4 separate regions of the Sus scrofa genome follow, and regions 1, 2 and 3 are each linked to region 4. The links are chromatin contacts, called in public HiChIP or PLAC-seq maps. All regions are on one chromosome and are shown on one strand. Each heading gives the region's core, a stretch centred on a gene start, on an enhancer-like site or on the middle of the called end of the contact. The rest is flanking DNA. Distances are from core to core; before and after follow the strand shown.

What was found. HiChIP or PLAC-seq counts read pairs in DNA pulled down with a chosen protein or histone mark.
Region 1: a contact with region 4 is called in an H3K27ac HiChIP or PLAC-seq map of skeletal muscle. The contact joins the enhancer-like site here to the promoter of LOC110255392 in region 4. A contact is called at or near these places in 6 of 47 Hi-C or Micro-C datasets (embryonic fibroblasts, epiblast stem cells, fetal skeletal muscle and 2 more) and 1 of 2 datasets of contacts at active chromatin or transcription factors (skeletal muscle).
Region 2: a contact with region 4 is called in an H3K27ac HiChIP or PLAC-seq map of skeletal muscle. The contact joins the promoter of TRMT5 here to the promoter of LOC110255392 in region 4. A contact is called at or near these places in 6 of 47 Hi-C or Micro-C datasets (embryonic fibroblasts, omental adipose tissue, psoas muscle and 1 more) and 2 of 2 datasets of contacts at active chromatin or transcription factors (alveolar macrophages and skeletal muscle).
Region 3: an H3K27ac HiChIP or PLAC-seq map of skeletal muscle shows a contact between it and region 4. The contact joins the enhancer-like site here to the promoter of LOC110255392 in region 4. A contact is called at or near these places in 20 of 47 Hi-C or Micro-C datasets (alveolar macrophages, blood, embryonic fibroblasts and 12 more) and 2 of 2 datasets of contacts at active chromatin or transcription factors (alveolar macrophages and skeletal muscle).

The regions. Positions count from the first base shown.
Region 1 is chr1:190,038,034-190,043,141 of Sscrofa11.1, reverse strand. No RefSeq gene overlaps it. Among named protein-coding and RNA genes, the nearest start is that of SLC38A6, 120 kb to the right of the region's middle. Within about 2 kb of position 3,526, at least 6 of the 83 cell types and tissues checked have an H3K27ac peak or open chromatin away from gene starts, as enhancers often do. A contact at or near this core is called in skeletal muscle, where this site is marked.
Region 2 is chr1:189,920,405-189,925,911 of Sscrofa11.1, reverse strand. It overlaps TRMT5 (tRNA (guanine(37)-N1)-methyltransferase), which reads left to right and starts at 2,604. Exons shown (of 5, transcript XM_003121846.4): 1 at 2,604-2,722; 2 at 3,873-4,534. The coding sequence starts at 2,718. It overlaps SLC38A6 (solute carrier family 38 member 6), which reads right to left and starts at 2,527. Exons shown (of 16, transcript NM_001267849.1): 1 at 2,371-2,527; 2 at 1,136-1,266. The coding sequence starts at 2,475.
Region 3 is chr1:189,950,240-189,955,916 of Sscrofa11.1, reverse strand. All of the region lies in intron 5 of SLC38A6 (solute carrier family 38 member 6), which reads right to left. Among named protein-coding and RNA genes, the nearest start is that of SLC38A6, 30 kb to the right of the region's middle. Within about 2 kb of position 3,611, at least 9 of the 83 cell types and tissues checked have an H3K27ac peak or open chromatin away from gene starts, as enhancers often do. A contact at or near this core is called in fetal skeletal muscle, omental adipose tissue and skeletal muscle, where this site is marked.
Region 4 is chr1:189,615,752-189,621,169 of Sscrofa11.1, reverse strand. It overlaps LOC110255392, which reads left to right and starts at 1,320. Exons shown (of 2, transcript XM_021062434.1): 1 at 1,320-3,812; 2 at 4,339-5,418. The coding sequence starts at 2,917. The coding sequence ends at 3,738. SIX1 (SIX homeobox 1) reads left to right here. Exons shown (of 2, transcript NM_001199718.1): 2 at 1-740.

The sequences.
Region 1 (5,108 bases), core at 2,277-4,776, 420 kb before region 4:
AGCACAGAGAATTATATTCAGGGCCCTATGATAAAACATAATGGAAAATAATATTTAAAAAGAGGGTGTATATGTATGTATAACTGAATAACTGCTGTATAGCAAAAATTAATGCATTGTACATCAACTACACTTCGATTAAAAAAAAACAAAGTAGGAGTTCCTGTCGTGGCGCAGTGGTTAACGAATCCAACTAGGAACCATGAGGTTGCAGGTTCAGTCCCTGCCCTTGCTCAGTGGGTTAACGATCCGACATTGCCGTGAGCTGTGGTGTAGGTTGCAGACATGGCTCGGATCCTGCGTTGCTGTGGCTCTGGCGTAGGCCAGTGGCTACAGCTCTGATTCGACCTCTAGCCTGGGAACCTTCATATGCCGTGGGAGCGGCCCAAAGAAATAGCAAAAAGACCAAAAAAAAACAAAGTAAAATAAATAGCCTATAGGAGAGCCATATAGTCTATCATGTACAGAAAGTATCATGGGGCAGTAGAAAACTCTAGAGTGAAATCATCTGTGCTCAAATCCAAGCTCTGACACTTTCTGGCTATGTGACTACTATGAACTGAATATGTGTCCCAAATATTGCATCTCAAATCAAGATGTTGAAGCCCTAATCCCCAGTGCAATGCTATTCAGAGATGGGGCCTTTGGCAAGCAACTAGGATTCGATGAGATCATAAGGGTGGGGGCCCTGTGGTGAGATTAATGCCCTTGCAAAGAGTGAAAGTGACATGAGATGTCGCCCCACCCTCTGCTGTATGAGAACATAGTCAGAAGACAGCCATGCAAACCAGGAAGTAGGCTGTCACCAGATACCAAATCTATTAGCACCTTAACCTTAACCTTGGACTTTCCAGCCTCCAGAAATGTGAGAAATAAGTGGCTATTGTTGAAACCATGTATGGTCTTTTGTTACATCAGCTCAAGCAGACTGAAACAATGACCTTGGGCGAGTCATGTAAATTCCGGAAGCTTCATTTTCCCCAACTCATCAGCAAAATGAGTATGGTAAGACTATATACTTCATGTGGCTGCCATGAGGACTGAGAAAGCCTGTGTGTGGTGGGCAGACTAATGGGCCCCAACCCCAAAGATGTTCATGTCCTGGGATTCTACTATCAAGGCTTCATCCCAGCCAGGCAAGTCCAGGTGGGGTTGAAAGATGTGTTCTGAGCTCCCCAGAAGCAAAGGAAACCATAGCACCACCTGGTAGCTGCCTTAGAATCACCCGGCAAGTTGGAGCTCTATAGTTCAAGGTGTCAAAGTAGGGGTTTAATAGTTTAACCCACCCATCCGCCCCCCACCCCAAGGAGGGGCTGTGCACAAAAAAGGACAGAATGACAACAGCAGTTGGAGGGTTGGAGAGGTAGGTGGTATTCTCTGTATTTCTGCCTATATTCTGGGAAATGAATCGCTTTATCTGTACATCCTGGATTTAACTATTGTTTTGGCATTTTGATTAATTTACCTAGTGCTCCTTGAATATAGGAATTCCCAGTAGCCTCCGGATAATGAAATAGGGCAGTATAATTTCTTTATTAAGCAATAAGCATTGGAGTCCCATGTAGAATGCTTGGCTCTCCCAATTACTGGCTGAATGATCTTGGATAATTAACTAACTCCTCAGGAAGCTGTTTCCTCATCTGCAAAAGTGTGGAAAATAAGGCATTCCTGACAGGTTGTTGAGAGAATTCAATGAGAAGATGTAGGGTACTTAGCACAGTACCTGATGGGGGGGTAAGTGCTCCAATGGCCACCTGCTTTACTAATCCCCCACCAAATGCCATTATCCTGAGAGCAGGACCTCTCGAAACAAGCCCTGGGGGTGCCTTCCCCACACCCTGTGAAGCCCTAAAGCATCCCAGCATCTCCAGCCCACACTTTTGTTTGGCTCTGTGAGAGGCATCCAGGCAGGTCCCTGGGGGTCCATGGAGACCACGAGAGACCCGAGGGGCAGCAGCCACCTGCTGCAGCCTCGTCAACTTGGAGAAGCAGCCCTAGCCTCCCTGAGACCCAGTAGGCCCTGCTCCTGGCTGCCACATCTGGAGCTGAAACCCCACTGGCCTGGCTTATATCAGTCCTTCCGAGCAGAAGGCAGAGGGGGCTGCTGTGGGCTGAGGGTGGGAGTTCCGGTGCCAGACTGTCTACCCTTGCTTGGAATCACCAGCGCACAGCTGAGGGAAATGGGCCTGACCTCAGGGGTGGTTGCTCTTGCCCTTTGGCTTGGGGTTTTCTGTGGATGCCAGCCTCTACCTGGTTCCTGCCCACACACTGCACAGCAAGTTTCAGAGAGTGATGATTCCTTCCCCAGGAACTACAGCTTTCCAAGCTGGTGACATGGGAGGCACCACCTGACCCCTCTCCCACTCGATGTTGGCTGTGCCTCTGCCATATTCCAGACCCCAAGGATGACACAGCTGGGATATAGCACAAGGGGAATGCAGGAGCACCCGTGAACAGAGAGGTGGACACCATTTGCCTATTCCCCCCATGACCTCTTGAACCAAAGCAGTGACTTTGAAAAAGCTCAAGACCCATTCACTACTCAGCACAAAGTGTGTTCGGAGTACCCACTGTTTGCTGCATTGCATTGGGAGGGCAGCTTCCACAACTGATGCACTCTCATGGAAGGAAACCCAGCTCTCTGGGTATCTACACCAAGAAATCAAGCTAAGATTCATGGGTCCTTATATATGGAAGGAGGGAGAGAGGAAAAGAAGGAGGGAGAGAAAAACTCAACCTCACAGTCTTTATATATATGTGTGTGTGTGTGTATATATACACACACACATATATATAAATCGATTCTCATTTTTTTTCCCATTATAGCTGACTTACAGTGTTCTCTCAATTTTCTACTGTACAGCATGGTGACCTGGTTACACATACATGCATGCATTCTTTTTTCTCACATTATCATGCTCCATCATAAGTGACTAGATATAGTTCCCAGTGCTACACAGCAGGATCTCATTGCTAATCCATTCCAAAGGCAATAGTCTGCACTTATTAACCCCAAGTTCCCAATCCCTTCCCCCTTGGCAACCATGAGTCTTGTTCTCCAAGTCCATGATTTTTTCTTCAACCTCACAGTCTTAAGTCAAGCCTGCTCCAGGTGAGAAGTAATCTGGGCAACCAGCAAAGTCACAGCAAAAACACGATGGAGGTTGCCATGGCCCAAGCACCATGCAAAGAGCTGAAAGTGCCAGCAAAATGGATGTGGCCTCCAACCAACAGCCACCATCCCCTGAAAGCAGGTGCAGAGAGGAGACGAACAAATGGAGCCTCTTTGTCATCACACACATCATGCCTAGGGTGTGTGAAACCTATTTGTCCTGAGAGGAGGTACCAGAAAGAGGAGAAGGAAAACACAACTGGGCCACTCAGGATCCATAAATCACTGGCAGGGAGAGATCCTGCCTGGGGAAGTTGGAGATTCTACCTGGCACTGGGCTCACAGTGAGCCTGGGTGCTATAAATCTGCCAACAACAGCTCCTCCCACTGGCCCAGTGCAAAGGTGGAGATTGTTTTGCTGGCACCGGAGCAGGTGTCTGCCAGCCTGCAGGATGCAGCCCTTGGGTGTGATGGGGGAGAGTGCAGAGCGGGTGACTGTCCCTAGAGACTTGGCCGGGCTGCCTGGCAGAGCTGGAATGTCCTTGGCCAGCTCTTTGTAAGCAGTCAGAGCTGATCAGGAGATGAGTCTCATGATCAGATGACTTGGGCTTTGCTGGAGTATTTTTCCCAGGTTTCGGAATCATCTGAGGTTACTTGAGTGTCCTTGCTGTCCTTGCTGGGTCCCTCAGGGAGCTCCCTGAATTCTAATTGTTCAGCTTGTGCTGAATTTCTTTAACTCTTGTGCTGGATTTGTGTACCTTGGATGGGCTTGCCCAAGAGGGAGACGTGTCAAAGCAGGGGTTTAATAGTTTACCCCCCTCCCCGCCAAGGAGGAGCTGTGCACAAAAAGGGACAGATTGCCAACAGCAGCTGGGCCGCGTGTGTCCTTGCTCATACACCTGCAATGGCCCTGCCATCTGGCAAATGCTTTGCAAGGCTGCAAGGCCCTACTCAAATGTCCTCTCTCTGGGAAGCGCCCTGTGACATCTCCCCTCATCTCACACCACCACATCCCGGAGAACCAACAAGAGTCCTTTTCTCCTTCAATTGCTTGGTAAGAGAGTACTGAGCCCCTACCAGGTACCAGATGCTGTCAATACAGGAGGAAACAGGATGCAGGCTGCCTCTGTCGGAAGCTATTGTGGATTTGAGAAATAATAAAATATAAATAAAATAGCCACATTGGGTAAGTGCTTTAAAGGAAATAAACAAGAAGCTGAGAGCAAATAATGAGGATTAAAGTGAGGACATTATCATAGAAGGAGCAACAGAGGAAGGCATCTCTGAGGAAATGATATTCAGCTGAAAGATGAAAGGGGGCCAGCAGGGGGCACTGTGTGAAGAATTCAGTGAGCAAGAAGGACAGAGGGCCTTGGGACCAGAGAGGTCACACTGGGCGGGGAGACAAGGGAAGGAGGCCGGTGGCAGGGTCCTTCCATCATCTGGTATTTCACACAACTTGGGCAAATGTTCTGCTTCATTGTTACCACTGGTTTATTTCTCTTTCTACCAGGCTGAGTGTGGGTCCTTCAAGGGTGGGGCTGCGTTTTGTTCATGATTGTATCTTTGGCACAAGCGCATCCAATGCATCATGGGTAGATGAGGGGCAGCCAGGCCTTTACCACCTGAGTTGGTTTCATACCTGTCTACCCTTTCCCCTCTCCCTCCTCTTCCAGGGGTGAGGAAGATGCCCCTGTTGTAGGAAGTGGCTGCAGAGCCAAGTAGCCAGAGTAATGGACCTGGCCTTCGTCCTGAGATGACCTTGGCACCTAAGACACAAAGTCCACAGGCCTGGAACTCCTGCAGGCTTTGAGCACTTTTCCAGCTACTGGCGATGCCAAGGATTCTCAGCAAGACCGAGCACCTTTTATGGACTCATCTATGTCTTGAATGCGTGCCTGAACCTTGTGATCAGGTCCTGCCCATTGTTTAGGAATTGCTACCATATACAATACACAGGGAAAACAGATCAAGTAATGTCTGTTCATCAACAGAG
Region 2 (5,507 bases), core at 1,355-3,854, 300 kb before region 4:
GGATTTTAAAATATAATTTTTCAAAGGGGACTAAAATATAAATCCTCTGATAATGTCTTGCCTAAGGTGTCACACAGGTTTGAAGTTTTAAAACTATGAAAGTTTGTGAATATATTCCATAATAAAAGCAAGTTGGGTTACTTAAAATTGGTTTGCTAATCAAGAAAATCAAAACAAGGAGTTCCCATTGTGGCTCAGTGGGTTAAGGACCCCAAGTTGCCTCTGTGAGGATGCATATTAGATTCGCTCAGTGGGTTAAGGATCTGATTCAGGTGTTGCCGCAAGCTGCGGGTGTTTAGGTCGCAGAGGTGGCTCAGATCTGGTGTTGCTGTGGCTGTGGCATAGGCCAGCAGCTGCAGCTCTGATTTGACCCCTAACCTAGCAACTTCCATATGCTACAGGTATGGCAATAAAAATAGTTTTTTTAATTCAAAATAAGAGCAAAAATGAACCTAAATGAAACTCTCTACGTATCTTAAGTTTCCTAGAAAAAGAGGTCTGCTTCTGCTGACAAAACAAACTTGTTCATTCATTCTATTAAGCATGGTGCTAGATGCTAAGGATAAGGTATAGTCCTAAAGGATTTCAGAGTTTAGTGGGGAACCTAACTTGCAAACAAATTATTACAATATATTATAATTAAAGAACAAATATACAAATGGAATATGAGCTGAGACTTAAAAGATGAATAACTGAATATATGTCCAGCCTCAGAGGATGAAACAAGACTACTTAACAGTAAGAAGAAAGGAGTTGGGGAGAAATGAAAAGATTATGTCCTTTATTTGCACTCACAAAATTGCTATTTATTATTAATCTGCATGGCTGATAAACTCTGATTTACTTTGGCCAACTTAACACAACAAATAAGCCACTTCTTAAGGTTATAAATGTGTGGATCAAGTTTCCATTTTTTAAAATTAGCTACACTTTGGATAAAAAAAAATACAGGTTATGTAGCATCCCTCCAAGCTACAGACTAGCAGCAATATAAAAGTTAAGAAGAAAATGTTAAAAGCCCAGAAATAACTAGAAATTGTATAGTACCAGCTTCTGCAGCCTATCTCTTTGCTTATTTTGAACTATCAAAATTAAGGGGGGAAAAAAGTAATGGTAAAATAAGAAAATAACTCACCTAAATCCAAGAATGCCAGTGTGAGCCATAACATAAGCTAAGCCAAGGATGCCACTTCCCATGATGGCATTCATCAAATTAAACACTGAGAAACCAAATGAAACACCTGGGGATCCCTGTCTGTGAAGTTCCTGTAAGCACACAAATTTAATAGAGTCAAATGTTTGAATGGTGAGGTTCAAATTTCATCAAGAAATGACAGACAATGGAGGATATCTGCAAACCAGACACATGATGTGACATACCAGGGGCTCAACCAGCAACCCAGCACTGGTTTCCTTTCCTTCCCTCCTCACCTCCCCTTAGTGCAGCACCAGGAATTTGGTTTCCTAGGAAAATCAACTCCAAGCACAGAAACCAGGTCGGCTTCTGAAAAGTCATGACTAACCTTGTGACTGCAAAAGATGAAGATAGGGTAAAATGGGGGTGGGGACAGAGAGCAGGAACATGGCCCCAAGCTCACATGATTACTGAAGAATCCCTGAATCAGCATGGGGTTACTGTAGACTTCTGCTGCTCCTCAATGACTAGGACAGCAAAATTAATCTCTATTTATATACTTAATGAATTAAGTCTGCCCAACGGGAAGGATGGTCAGGAACACCTGACAATGATGATACAGTAAATAGCGATTCACGTTGCTCTGGCGAGGACACTATGGAATACTAAACAGTATGGAATACTAAAACAGTATTTGGGAACAAAGTCCTAGAAACTGACTTAAGTTAAAAGTTGAGTGCACAGGCTTTAGGGTCAAGGGAAGTACTATGTACCTACTATCAGGCCACCTCTACTCCTTCACCATTAAGGATCTCTGCATTAAGTTATTTACAGGTCCCCAGTGACTAAGCTGGGAAAAGAAAAATCTTGTGACTCTTGCACAAAGCTCAAACGACTGGTGAAGGAAACGAGAAGCCGAGAAACCAACAAAGATGCTAAAAAACAGCAGGGAGTTACATAATCCTGGGGCTACTCCTTTAAGTGGGGTCACCAGCCTCCAACTCGCCGCTGCACCTCTTCACCTGAGCCTGCACCTCTACTTCAGCTGTTCTTTCTAGCACAGGTTAGGCTCCTATGACACTCATTAAGTCCGCCAGATCTCGGAATCTCGGCTGCTGCCTTTGGGCCCCATGCCCTAAGCCTCTTCCTCCTCCCTTCGCCTTCCCCTTTCTTTTCTCCGTCGTATTTGGCAGGAACATCAGAAAAGTGCCGGGACTCGAGTTGTGCTAACTTACGTTGCTTAGCAACGGGCTTAACTCTTCCGCCTCTGCTTCTTCTATCTGCTGGGTAGAGACAAACCAGCCCGGCTCCGCACTGATGGTCCCCCACGGCGCCTCCATGCTGCTTGCTGGCCGACGACCCAGTCCATCTACCAGCTACCACCACTGCTCTCCCGGCCAGAGTCGCGCCAGAGGCGGGGCTGCATTCCCGGCCCTTCCGGGTGCCTATACCTCACTAGGGCGGGGAAGGAAGAAGGTAATCGACGCGATCTGATGACGCTCGCCCTTCGGCGACGAACATTGATGTTGTCATCGAGGGCCCGCCTCTCCGTCGGCGACCCATTTCCGAGCCGCAGCAGAGCATGAGGTGAGGGGTTGGTCTGGGAGGCAGCTGCTGAGCGACGCCGGTAAATGGGATGGTGACGTTGATGAGATGGTGGCCGCTACACCTTTGATATTTCGAAGGGGCTGAGGGCGTGTTGTCGGTACCGGTCAGCTCAGGGCGGCTTTCCGCTTTGCGCTGCCTAGGCGAGGTCACCCACCGCCCGGGTGCCCTGCCAAGCCTAGGTCTGAGTACAGTACCAGGGAGTGTGGAGTCTCTTTCATCTTTTCAAAAGCTTTCTGATAGAACTTTAGCCATATTTTTACACATGTAAAGCCGAGACTCACATCAAGTAATTTACCCAAAGTAAATTACACATCTGTTTACCTGCTAGACCCAATTTGAACCCTGGCTATAAATTTTGACAGTTGCTTTATAGGGTTACCAGACGGGACCCTTTCCTTTTACAGTTACTTCTTCGGTAACAAAATGAATAACTGATACTGTTAATGGAATATGAGTATAACACTTAACAGGCCTCATCCTCAAAATACTGAAACCTCTAGTTATGGGCAGGAGTTGTGGCAGTAAAACTTCGAAGACAACATAGAAGTATATTAAGAATACCAGGCCCTGGAATTTAATCCTTGCTCAGCCACTTGGCAGGAACGGGAATTTGGGCCAATTAACCTACCCTTGAGCTTTAGTTTACTCATTTACAAAATGAGAATGTGATACCACGCACACCTCTCAAGGATTGATAATGTATGTAAAGCACCTGACCTAATAGGAATCCACAAGAATTTCCTTTTAAATATTGCCATTGGTAAGGTCATAAATATTGTGACCATTTCATTTAGTGGTGATTCTTAAACTTCAGCCTTCCAATCCCAAACATGTTCTATAGAAAATTGTGGTTGGGAAGGTCCATTGACTGAACGAAGGGTGATGGATCACAAAGCCCTAGTCCTGGCAACACATGGGTAGAAGGTGCACTTTTATTATTTACCACCATTAAAGGTCATCCTGTCCTGGAAATGATAGTATTCTTCTCACACACCACTAAAAGTTTTAATCATCAGCATTCACCCATTATTTAAAACAATTTAAAATTTTATTCCCCAAACTTATTGTGAACATGTTAAGTTAGTGTGTAGCTTTATGGTATTTGTTTTAAAAAATACTTTTTTTTTAGGATCTTATGGAGGCCATTTGGATTTGGATTCTCAAGAAGACATCTCAAAGTGGAAAGCTGTGGAATAACTGAATCAGAATCATCGATTCCACTAGCTTGGGTGTCATTGATACAGAAACCTAACAGGACACCTGATATTTTCTCGTTGGATCAAAGAAAAAGATTCTCAACCATGCCTGAAATAGAAACAAATCGGAGAGACTCTGAATTGTTTTCACCACCCTCTGATGTTCGAGGAATGACAAAACTCGATAGAGCAGCTTTTAAAAAAACAGTCACCATCCCAGTGCTTAAAGTGAGGAAAGAAATAGTCAATAAATTGATGCGGTCCCTTAAAAAGGCAGCACTGCAGCGCCCAGGCATCAAACGTGTGATTGAAGATCCAGAAGATGAAGAAAGTAGACTAATTATGTTGGATCCCTATAAAATCTTTACCAGTGATTCCTTCGAGAAAGAAGAACTCAGTATTTTAAAGCAACTAAATGTCAGTCCACAGATATCTAAATATAATTTGGAACTAACTTATGAAAACTTTAAATCAGAAGAAATATTGAGAGCCGTGCTCCCTGAAGGTCAAGATGTGACTTCAGGGTTTAGCCGAGTCGGACACATCGCCCACCTGAACCTTCGAGATCATCAGCTACCTTACAAGCATTTAATTGGTAGGTGTGTCTTAGTGATACTCACATATTAGAAAGCAATGAGCAAGTTCTAATTTTAGTTTTAAAAAATTTTAATGCTGAATTATAAGAGCAGGACATTTTAAGTTGGATCTTAGCTGCATACTCTCTCTTTTGAGGGCCATCTTGGAATACCTTTTCCAGAGTCATAGCAAGCTCTAAATATCAGTTTAAGCTTTTGTGTATACAATGCATAGAAGTAAAAACTTGAATCACTTGCTTTGGTAGAATTCTTTGGCAGCTTGTCATTTTGGTAGCCAGGACTTATTAAAACTTTAGGACTATGTTGAATACAAGGTTTCATAAATTTGCATGTTTAAGTCAAAAGGGCAAGACACTGTTTACTCATATTTTCATTGATCAATTAATTGAACTTGTTTATGTCAGGTACCACACATTGTTTTTTAGTGCTTCTAGCCTTAGAGAAACAATGCTGTGTATGCTGTACCTCTGTAGCCCAGAATTTAAGCCTGGGTCTTTTATTCGTTGGGATAAGATAGAAGCAGAAGACTAATCACAATTGCACTAATCCTCATGTAAATATTTAATGTCTGTGAATTCTCCAGGATTAATTTTTTTTTTAATGTAGAGTATTTGTCAGAACTTGTGGGAATTATTTTCAGCTTTAAAATGTAGTGCTCAGTATTTTGCATGGGTAGGATTTCAGAGATATGCTATTAGGCATTTCCTTGGTTTTTATTGATAAAGGGGGCTGATAATGCATAATGATAACATAATAAATACTTAAGCAAATCCTTATAATTATGACTGGGTATAAATGTCAAGTCTAGGTTTTCCTATGAGTCATTGCCTATTCTAACTCAAACATTCCTTTGAGCACTTTATTTTATAAACTTTTTCATAAAGAGAAACTCATATATTAAAAATGAAACATTTCTATAAAGGGGTAATTTTAAAGCTTTTACTATAGATCTTCAGGACAGGTTTTTTTTCT
Region 3 (5,677 bases), core at 2,362-4,861, 330 kb before region 4:
TTTATTATCTGCCCATCGGTCTTTCTTGCTTAGGTTAATACAATACCACATGCTTTTCTAAAGTTTCAGACATTCATCTCTTTCAGTAATTTTCTATTATTTCTTTTAGATCATTAGCTGTAAAAAGCTTCAATGAATATAAGATCATATTTCTTCTTAATATACAATCTGTCATTCTCCCCAGAATTTCTATTAGCCCCTGGCTAATCATTTGATCACTTTTATCCTCTGTTTTAGCCTTAACTCTTTCGTTTTCAAATGGGAGTCCTATTTCATTAGATTCCATTCCAAAGAATCATGTATATTTCAAGAAATATGAACTCACCAAACATATGTTTCTCTCTGAAAAAAAGACCTCAGCATATAAGATATAATAAAACGTGTAAAACATTGTTTCTTTCTTAGAGAATGCTAGTGTTTATTTACACTGTTTCTTTCTTAGACAATGCTAGTGTTTGTTTTAAGAGCTACACAATCACAGAGCTCATGATGGGGAAAAACTCCACTGATTAAGCAAGTAAAACAAAGAAAGACATTATCCTTTTCAGTTTACCTTATTTTTTCCTAACCACAAATAAAGTTCCCTGCAAGGACTACTACCCTAATATATAATACAGAGAGAAACAAAAAAATTACTAAATATACACTAAGTTAGGAATACATCTTAACTACATTTACATAAAAAGAAATATCAGCTTAATTAAAGTGGAAATGTTTTAAAGATATAAAATCAGTAGGAATGCTCACATACCCATTGTTTTTAACCAAAAGGTTCACCACCTCCAGAAGCTGCCGGCCACACCTTTCACCCCATGTCTTCCATTAATGGCATAAGGAAGTGTTTAAGGACTTATCTTAGAGACAGGTCATAAGCAAGCTTTGTAAATGATTTTTGCTGACATCAATACATAGCAGACGCCTAATACAAGACACACCATGCTGTACTCTAAATTAATAGCTGTAACAAGGTCATCCATGAGAGCCACGGTTCTAGTTAAGTGGGTCTGGCCTCCACACCACCCAAGCTAGAATTAGGGTAGAAGACATACCTTGATGACAGGTATTCAGCCATTACAAATCATTTAGTTTCACCACATTAACTAAATAGGTATTCTTTACTCCTTCTTTTAAACATAACTAATAGAACTCATTGTATGGAAACTGCCCTGGGAAGGAAATAAAAAATCTGTCAACTTAATCAAAACACAGAAGTTGAAAGCATTCTTTAAAAGCCATGTGGAGAAGCAACTGTTATATTAAGAAATGACTAAAACAGGGTAAAATCTGATTAGGCAATAGCAAGTAGTAAGGTATTAATATTGCTTGAGCTCATCATAAAGAGAAACACGTGAGTTGGGAGAATGGTGGCTGAGGAGAGAGCTGTCAGAAACAGAAAAGGGGAAAGTGCTCTGGAGGCAGAGAACCACCAGAAGAGAAAACATTCAGGGGGCTTGGGGTGCCTAGTCCAAGTGATTTGCAAGCTCTTTCCTCGTTTAACCTTCACCGCAAACCTGTGAGGTAGATAGTATTTATTTCACAGGTGAAGAAATGGAGGCATGGAAGTAACTTGCCCAAGCTGGAAACAGTCATCTGGCTTGAGATATTTGCACTGTCAACTATTACACTATGAGAAAGCACCAAGGAGCAGAGTGAAGAAGAAATCCACCATAGCAAAAGAAAAATAAGAAATGTCTATCAAAAGGACCAGTTCCCAGAATCATTCGTTACTCTTTTTTCATCAGCATTTAAACAAAAAATTGCTTCCAAATGCTATTTAACAGTTCGGTTCAAAGAAAATGAAGAACTTCTACAACACAGTATTTGTTAGAAGCATTAAAAACTTAAAATGTTCATTTCACTTTGAGATACATTTTCCTTTTTTTTTTCTTTTTTCTTTTTTGTCTTTTTATGGCAGCATATGTTGGTTCCCAGGATAGGGATCCAACCTGCGTCCTCATGGATGCTAGTCAGGCTCATTAACTGCTGAGCCATGATGGGAACTCCTGAGATACATTTTCATTTCAGTTTTATAGTTGGTTTGGTGAAGTTATTAGTCAAGATTCCTAAGACAAGCTAAGGAGTTTCATGACAGGCCTCTACTGTATTGATTCTATTGCATCTGCAGCTGTTATTCTAGTTCAGAAGAGAATGTTTCCTATTCTCACATATTTGAGATATTAAAACTACAACGAAATTTTAAAAAATCAAAACAAAAACCAACCCCTCTTCCCCCAAACCCTGTACTCTCACAGGCTACTTTACTCAAGATTCCTTAAAAAGAGTTCTCATCATGGCTCAGAAGTTAGAGAACCTGACTAGCATCCATGAGGATACGGTTTCGATCCCTGGCCTCACTCAGTGGGTTAAGGATCCGGTGTTGCTGTCAGCTGTGGTATAGGTCGCAGACTCAGCTCGGATCCTGTGTTGCTGTGGCTGTGGCATAGGCTGGCAGCTACAGTTCGAATTGGACCCCTATCCTGGGAACCTCCATATGCCATGGGTACAGCCCTAAAAGACAAAAACTGAAAGAAAAAAAAAAGACAAAGTTTCACTTGGGGTTTGGGTCTAAGAAACCATTAATTTATAAAAATAATTACCCTTTTTGTTAAACACTTAAAATACACATATGGAGATAAGATTACACAGATCTATTTTTAAAACAGAATGAGGTTTTCAGCACTTGGAAGAAGTGCAGCAACTTCTTAAAGGATTAGTCAGCCAGCTCTAAACAGATGTGCTATAGGAAGAAATAGTAGGTTTGCCTTTCCTTCTAAGAGAGATTCAGTTTTACTAAACACATGCTTTTAGTTATGGATAGTAACTGGTTTATTCTATTCAATGTATCTGCTAATCTGGTGTTCCTACTAAATGTCCAAAGCCACCGAAAGTCTATCCCCACTCAAAATAGTTCACAACACAATCTCTCTCCTTTTTCAAAAGGACTTAAAGAAAAAAAATCTGAAAGGGAGTTCCCATCGTGGCACAGTGGAAACAAATCTGACTAGGAACCATGAGGTTGTGGGTTAGATCCCTGGCCTCATTCAGTGGGTTAAGGATATGGCATCGCTGAGAGCTATGATGTAGGTCACAGACGCAGCTCAGATTCTGCATTCCTGTGGCTGGGGTGTAGGCTGGCAGCTGTAGCTCTGATTGGACTTCTAGCCTGGGAACCTCCACATGCCTTGGTACGGCCCTAAAAAGCAAAAAAAAATTCTGAAAACAATGTCATTTCCCTAATTTATGCACAAATAGAAATTAAAATATATGGAGGGACTCCCTCCACCCCCACAACTCAAGGAAAATACATGTTTGTTTTGTCATTTATCAAGATTTTAAACTTGAATAAAAAATGACCAGAATATTTACCATTCTGAAAATCTTATACACTTCAATAAAATTTTTACTAAGAAATATTTCTCAAAACTTTTTTAAAGTGACAAGTTACCAGCAAATTTTGTCAAAGGAAGTACTTGTGAGAAAGACCCTTCTTCCCAATTTCCTTTATCTCCCCCATTCTAAAACTGCTTTCTAGAATTTCTGGACAATACTATTCAAGGTCTCCAGAAGCTTGCAGATTGACTACAGATGAGCTGACCAGCAGATGGCGTTGTAACAGCACGCCCAACCCGCGTTTCCCAGGAGACAGTACAAACAAGTAATTCTTCAGAATTCACTATCCTACCAAAAATATTTTTTTTCAGAAAGTAAAGCCAAATAGTTTTTAACTTAATATTAAATCACAGTTTTCAAAAATCTGAGCATTTGAAATTTTTATAGTTCTCAGTTGAGAATGATCTTATTTATATACGTTTCTGTTTATAAGATTTAGAAACTGTGATACTTGACCACATAAAAGGAGTGCTGAGTTTCTCTTAAAACTTAGATCTCCAAACTGAGGTGTTAATCAAGACAGCTAGAGTAGGTCTGTGGGAGCTCTGCTAGTCTGGAAAATCTGGGTCATTCTAGCAATTTCAAAAGGTTTCCGTATTTACTAATGTTTAGGGTTTTCCTTTCACAATCGTATAGCAGTGATTCAATCTTTAATCTCCTTTAAAGAACTGGAACATTAAAGAACTAAGGAAAGAACATGCTATCCATAGTGGCCCCTTCATATTTTATAAGAGGAAAAAAAGGATTTAAATACTCCTAGGAGCCACTCACCTTGCATTTTGATTTGGGCAAGATATAAAACCAGAAACAACATCAATTTACTTTTATCGTATACTTCTCAGAGTTAACAGGACTTCTTCTCAGCTTAACTGAAGATGATTTGGGGTTTACTGCTTGATTTCTGGGGATATTTTAGCCAACTGAGTGGTCTATCTCAAGAGTTTAAACACATGTGAAACTAACCACTTACCTTTGTTTTTAGAAAAAGAATCTCAATGCGACACAACTGGAGGAACTATGTGGAAACTACCTGTACTTACTTGCTCTCACAGTTCTTAATCCTTCTACTTGTAGTCCACTAAATTCAAACTCTCAGCCAGAGTTCTCTTCCCTATAACAGCATTAAATATTAAAACTTCCAGATGCTGCTTTTTTGACTTTGTGTCCAAGCAGCAGAGACTGTCAGCAAATGCTCCTCCAGGGCCTGAGGCAGTGGGCAGCTGGGGGCTCTCTCTGACTTGGCCTATTTTGGGCCCCTCATTCATTAGTGCTAAGAGGCAATCAGGAATCGCTTCTAAGTAGTATTTTACTATGTGGCTCTCCATTTTCCAAAGACAACTGTTTCCCTAACTCCAGAGTAAGAGTGTTAAATTTAGTGAGTCACATATTTTTCTATCTAAAGTTTAGAGATTTTTCAAAGACAGTAGATTGTTCTGGTCTATTTGTTAGACCACATTAGTGTCCTATGACTAATACTTGGTGTGTGATTGATACAGGGGAGAAGAAAAAGAGTTTACGTCAAGTTCTGATGGTAGATTCTTCCCTAAAGAAACCATATGCTCACTTATACATTCTGTGTGGTCTTCTCTTCCCAGTTGATCTTCCTTTTAAAGGGGTACCGCGTAAGCCAGATTTGCTGGCTTTTTCTTCTTTCCCTCTAACTCTTTACTTTCTTCCTATGATAAATAAGACTTACTAGATGCCTCCTATGTGCTAGGTATTTAAAGACATAAATAAATGAGCAATCTACTCAGATATATAGAATACAAAGACGTAGGGGATAAACTGAGTCTTACTAAAAGATTCATGCAACAAATATTGATCAAGAACAATTCATGATCATCTTGATTTTAAAGGTCGCAATTTCATTTTTCTCACGGATTTGTCAGGGGTATAGAATCCCAAGAAAACTGAGAAATGTTTAAATGTTACAAAGAATAAAAGAATTAGGAAATATTAATTGAAGACATGATTACCTAACCTAAAAGCAGATTTCAAAATACTTTATTTTCTATTTTACATATATAAGATCTAAGTAGAGTTCCCGTTGTTGTGCAGCAGAAACCAATCTGACTAGGAACCATGAGATTGCAGGTTCGATCCCTGGCCTCGCATAGTGGATTGAGGATCTGGCCTTGCCGTGAGCTGTGGTGTAGGCCAGCAGTTGTAGCTCTGATTAGCCCCCTAGCCTGGGAACCTCCATATGCCGTGAGTGCAGCCCTAAAAAGACAAAAAGAAAAAAAAAAGATGTAACTGTCCTTAATATTTTCAACCTTTTAATTTTTAA
Region 4 (5,418 bases), core at 71-2,570:
CTTGGTTCTGGGCAATCCAGATTGCTGCTTCAGTAGTCTCTCTTTCTCTCTGTCCCTCTCTTTTTTGTTCAATGAACAGGGCTTACAAATCAACTGGATTTTAATTATTTCCTTTTAATTTATTTATGGTAAAATGTTTTGAGAAGAGGAAAAGGAAATGAAAATGAGAGAGAAGAGAGAGAGAAAGTCAAAATAGTGAAAAGAGCCTCCATCCTGGGAGGAACTTGTTGTGTTCTTAAGGTGAATAGGAAAAATATGATCTTACAATTTTTTTTGATGGGGAAAATTAAGTTTACATTTTTCATATTTAGTGTTAAACAATTTTATGTAGATTAAAATGAAAGAACAGTATTGGGGGAAAAAACAAGTGCCTAAATGTCTTAATGCTCTCTACATAAGGCAGTTAGAAATAGAAGTGACCATTAGTAATACAACTATTTTTGTCAAATTTAGTTGGGGGGGTGGTTGTTGTTTGTTTCCTTGGGTTTTTTTCTATGGCAAACTTTTAAAATGTACCAATGTGAAAAAACACTTTCCTGAATGCCATTACTTCTCATGCCCTCAAAGCTTTCATATTTGTAGCCTACTCCTGTTAAAGGTTTCTCCTGTTCCTAGTTTCTAGCTTGCAAAAATACGTAACAAATCTGGCAACCTGGTATTTGTTACTAAACAGCATGTGTTTTCAGGTTTCTTTTCTATTGTACCTAAACCAGTCTAAATTAAAACTTAGTAGAACACCAGAAGTACTGATTCTGTTTCTGGAAGGTGAGTTGTGTATTGCTGTCACTGGGCCCTTAAAAAAAAAAAAAAAAAAAAGAATAGTTTTTTTTTTTTTGCTTCCTTACTTAATGGTGGTTATGAATTTCAGGGTATGTTGAAGGCCATCTCCTGAACCAGGAGTGGTGACTGAGTTAATTATATGACCGAAGAAGAGTGAATTTAACTTTGGGGTATTTATTTTTTTATTATTTAGATATGCAATTTTGTTTACCACTAGCTCTTCTACACAGAATTCGTATATAGCTCTGTATTATTAACAAGTTCATGACAAGACTGTGAAAGTAAAATAATTTATCTGCTTGGGGGGGAAATGGAACTTTTAGAAGGATAGCAACATTGTGAATTAGTCTGTACCAATAGAAAGCAGACCAGCAGGACAGGAGCTCTTTGCAGTGCTGCCGAATAGTGTCCAGAAAAATCCCAGTAATCATATAGGCTCCATATTATTTTTGCCTGGGGCAAAAATGATGTATCTTTGTATTTAGCTTTTAAAATTAGTGAAACTAATGGCATTATTTATTAAAATTCTACTCAGGATAATGGGATTGGCTTGCTTGTGTTTGTAAAATATTATTCCCCAGAAAAAGTCTATTTATTTTCTAACACAACCGTTTCATAATTTTAATTTTTCTCACCTGTGTCACCATTAATACATTCATGTTTTTCTTACCCTTTCTTATCTTTCCTGTCCTGATCTAGAATGGGGGGTGGTGGTGGTGGTAGATTAAGGCCTTCTTATTATGAGGTGTTCCCCCTTTTTTATGTCAAATGGCTTTGACTGAGTTCAAAGGAGAAAGGTTCACCGTACTTAACTGTAGTCACTTTTACTTATAAAGTCATTTTTTTCCCTCAGTGATGGACAGATGTTCACAGGCCACTCAGAGACCATGATTTGGATTGGGAGCTCAGGGTCCCAATCTCCCTTGTTAGTGTTTTGGATCATTAAGCTGCTGTTTATTTAAGTCACTAGGGTGTTTATTCTCCACGTCTTGGGCCACAGAGAAATGCCACCCTCTGCAGGAGGGGCTCTCACAGGGGATCTCCTCACATTCTTCACATTCACTCCCCAAAACAAACACCCTGCTCAAAGATAGCTTTCAATGACCCTGACGGGCTTCAAAGGACACCGCGGAAATCTCCCTGGAAAATAGGAAGGGCCAATTACTTTAATTTCTTACATGCCCTCTCTTCCTACTCTGATGACTACCCCCCACTCTTCCAGCTCTGTTTAGTATAATTTTAGACTCCTGGAAGTTCTGTCTCCTTTGGCGCCCCAGCCCACTTCCTGCTCCCTTGGTTGGTGAATCTTGGAAAAGTCTGCAGATCTGGCAAGGAGCAGAGCAGGCTGGTCCTGTAAAAGCCCCTGTGATTACTGCTTGTAAACTCATTAAAAGGACAATTTTCTGTCACAGTCATAAACTTTTGTAAAATCCCTGGCATTTGATCCAGAGTGTGCATATTCCAGATGTGTTTAATAAGAAATTGCACAATATGCCTTCCTCACCATCCTTTCTGTCTGGCAAAACCAGGGACAAGCAGGAGGAGGCGAGAAAGCTGGATATCGCTTTGAGTTTTCTTGGCAATCATTTTAGAACGATCATTAGCGGGAACTAACCATGTTTTTTGTGTTTTTTTTTTTTTTTTTTCCTCGAGGAAATCTTCAAGGACCAGCTGTTAAGGGACCTTCTATTTACCTTCTCAGCGTCGCAGTTAACTGAACCAAAAGCCACTTTTCGATTTCTCTTTTACAGGTTTCATAACAAGAGCCAAAAATAATGAAAAAACGGCTTATAAATAGTTTGTAGGGTAAAACCTTACGCAATTTGACCAAGTAAAATGAAAACAAAAATAATACACTAGGGCGATTTTTAAATTTTTGACTTTTAAAATCTGAACACAGGATCGTTCAGGTTCTCACTGCCTGTTCGCCTTGACCTCTTGGCTGAGAACGAAGCTTTCTAAATACTCAAGAGGCCAAGGGGATTGGCCGGCGGTTCCTGAACTTGGCTCAGCAGGTAGGCACTCAAGAGCCCCCAAGCCCCACAAGTGCAGGCAGGGAGAAAGGCGCCGCTGGGGCTGAGCGCCGCCGATCTTGAACTATTCTCCAGGCAAGGACAGCTTGGTCTTGACCGCGAGATGAAGAGGAAGCTTCCAGGAAGATGCAGCGGCATCGGCGCTTATGGGCAAACCCTGAGTTTGCTAAGCAGGGACCCTTGTCCCGCCGCTCTCCCCCGCACCCCGAGGGCCAGTCCAGCACCTGGCACTGACCGCGCGCGGGGCGGCCCTTCCCCTGCTCCGCCGCCGCGGCGGCGGCAGCTGCAGCGGTGGCTACGACTAAAGGGGACTTCACGCCTACTGCCTCCCCGGCCTGGAGGTATTTGGTGCAAGTCTGCGAGCAGAACTCCAGGTTGGGGAGCCAGAGGCTTCGGTTCCGCGTGTCTCCGACTGCAGAAAACCGGGGGAGCTTCTCCTGCTACCCACAGTCTCCGGAGGCTGCTCTTGTCACTCCGCTCTCCCAAGGTGCGGGGATTCTGGGACCCGCTGCTCTCCGCCCGCCGCCGCTGTCGCGGAGCCGCTTCACAGCTTCACAGAGAATTGCGCGCTTCCCGGGAGCCGCATCACAGCGCAGTTCCAGTCGCAGGGCCGGGTGGCTCAGCCCGCAGAGCCGCTGAGAGCAGAGGCTGCCAGGCTGGCCTCGAAGATCCAGAGCGTGGAGGCTGTGGCCTGAGCTTCTCGGGACAACCCAGCTACCGTGGCCTTGGGCACCCCGGAGCCACCTCCCAAGGCCAAGTCAGGTCTCGCTCTTTGAGTCAAGGACTTAGTTCCGGGCGAGCACATGAGCCGTGCCGACGCACGACCGCGGGGTTGGATCCAGCCCTGTGGCGGCGGAATGAAGGGTCCCGGCCACCCCCGGCAGCAGGTGGGAGCGCTCCCCGGTTCACAGACGCTGCGCTTTGAGCCCAGGGCAGCCGGCTCAGGCCCCAGAGCCTGGTCGGGAGGCGGCCTAGGCCCCGCCGCCCTTCTCGCTTCAGGTATGGCCCGTTTCCTTTGCTTCCTGCGGCCCGGGCCTTGGTTCTCGAACCTGGGCTCCTCACCCGTGCATTCGGCGAAGGGTTACCCGCTAGAGAGGGCTCCCTTTCCCCTGCTTATCTTTGGAAGGTCAACAGCCAAGGACGTCGGCCCTGGTTTCTAGAGTCTTGGGCAGTGCCGGAGAGTGGGGGCGGGGGCGGGGGGTGCAGCTTCCTCGGCCGGGCCTGTTCGGGCGTTTTCCCCCGGCCGGTGTCCCTGGGGCGAGCGGCAGCCTCCTCCCCTCGCACTGCCCTGGGGCCCAGCAGGAAGGAGCCGGCCAAGGCCCGCAGCGCGCTTCGAGCTGGGCTGTCGCGGCGCACGCTCTGCCCTTCTTTGGTGGGGTCAGTGGCATTGACAGGAACAGGTGTGTCAGGGTTAAGGTGAGGAGAGTCGCTGGTGACCCAAGTGCTTTTTCTGCAGTATTTTTCCTTTTTCTGAGCTTTTCCCAGGAGTATAAAACTAACAACTAATCCATATTACCTTCTCTAGCCGCCCGAAGCCAGCGGAACTAGTGTGCCCACTTCGCTCCCAGGGGCCGTTCACACCAAGGGTGCCCCAGGTATGCTCCGCGACCTTAGGTGGAAACTTGTGAGCCCACTCAGGGTCATAGTGACGACCCCTCCCCCTCCCCCCATTGAATCCAATAGCTCCACCAGGAAGATTCTTTAAAGATTTGGGTAAGTCAGCCAGGACCGAAAAGCCAAAATTGTGGGCAAATTGTTGGCTCAACGTCTACCGTGAAAAAGTGCTGCCCTGGAAAGTCTGCATTTTCTCTAGTGTTTTAAACCGAGTATACACACAAAACTTCGTTCCAACTGATGAAATGGGAAACCTGTTCTCCCACTGAGGATGGCAATCAGTATTTTAAGCGCTGTGGTCCTTTCAGACAGCGAGGAACAACACTGCAGTAGCATTTAAAAACAAAGAGAAAGAGACTGCTTGAGGCGCGAGGACGCCAGTCTCTTCCTCCTCTGAGCTTTGGCTTCTCTCCTTTTAACTTGTTAATGGACAGCTGAGACCCCATTTCGCAGCAGGTAGAGCAAATCCCCCATAAGGTTTGTTCTCCAATTTAGCTTTCCTACCCGGGAGTCTTTCCCCACTCTACCGCCCCTTTTTTGAGAAAGTGCTCACTGTTTTCCCTTTCCATAACATTAAAATGTTCTTAAAATCACATTCTTCCCCCAACCCGCCCCCCCCAAACAGGAAAATGCAGAAGGAAAAACTAACAAAAACCGAAAACTAAAAACCCAACCCAAGCAATCTTATCTTTGAAAGGGAAAAGAGTTAACTTCAGATTTAACACTCACTTAAGCACCTGAGGCTACCTAATTGTAATTAAAATACTATTAGGTGATATTGGCTGCTCTGCCTTTCTCACTGTCATTAGTAGTTGTCATTAAAAAGACAGATAAGTAGAAAGATAGATTCTGGCCCTGTATTACTATAATAAAGAGGCAAGGAAATGTATACCAGCTCCCTCCATCTGGTCTCCTGTCCTTCCCACCCTCCCTAGCTTAGAAAATAAATCTTTTATGGAACTGACATAGATAGGCAGGTCCAAATAGAAGC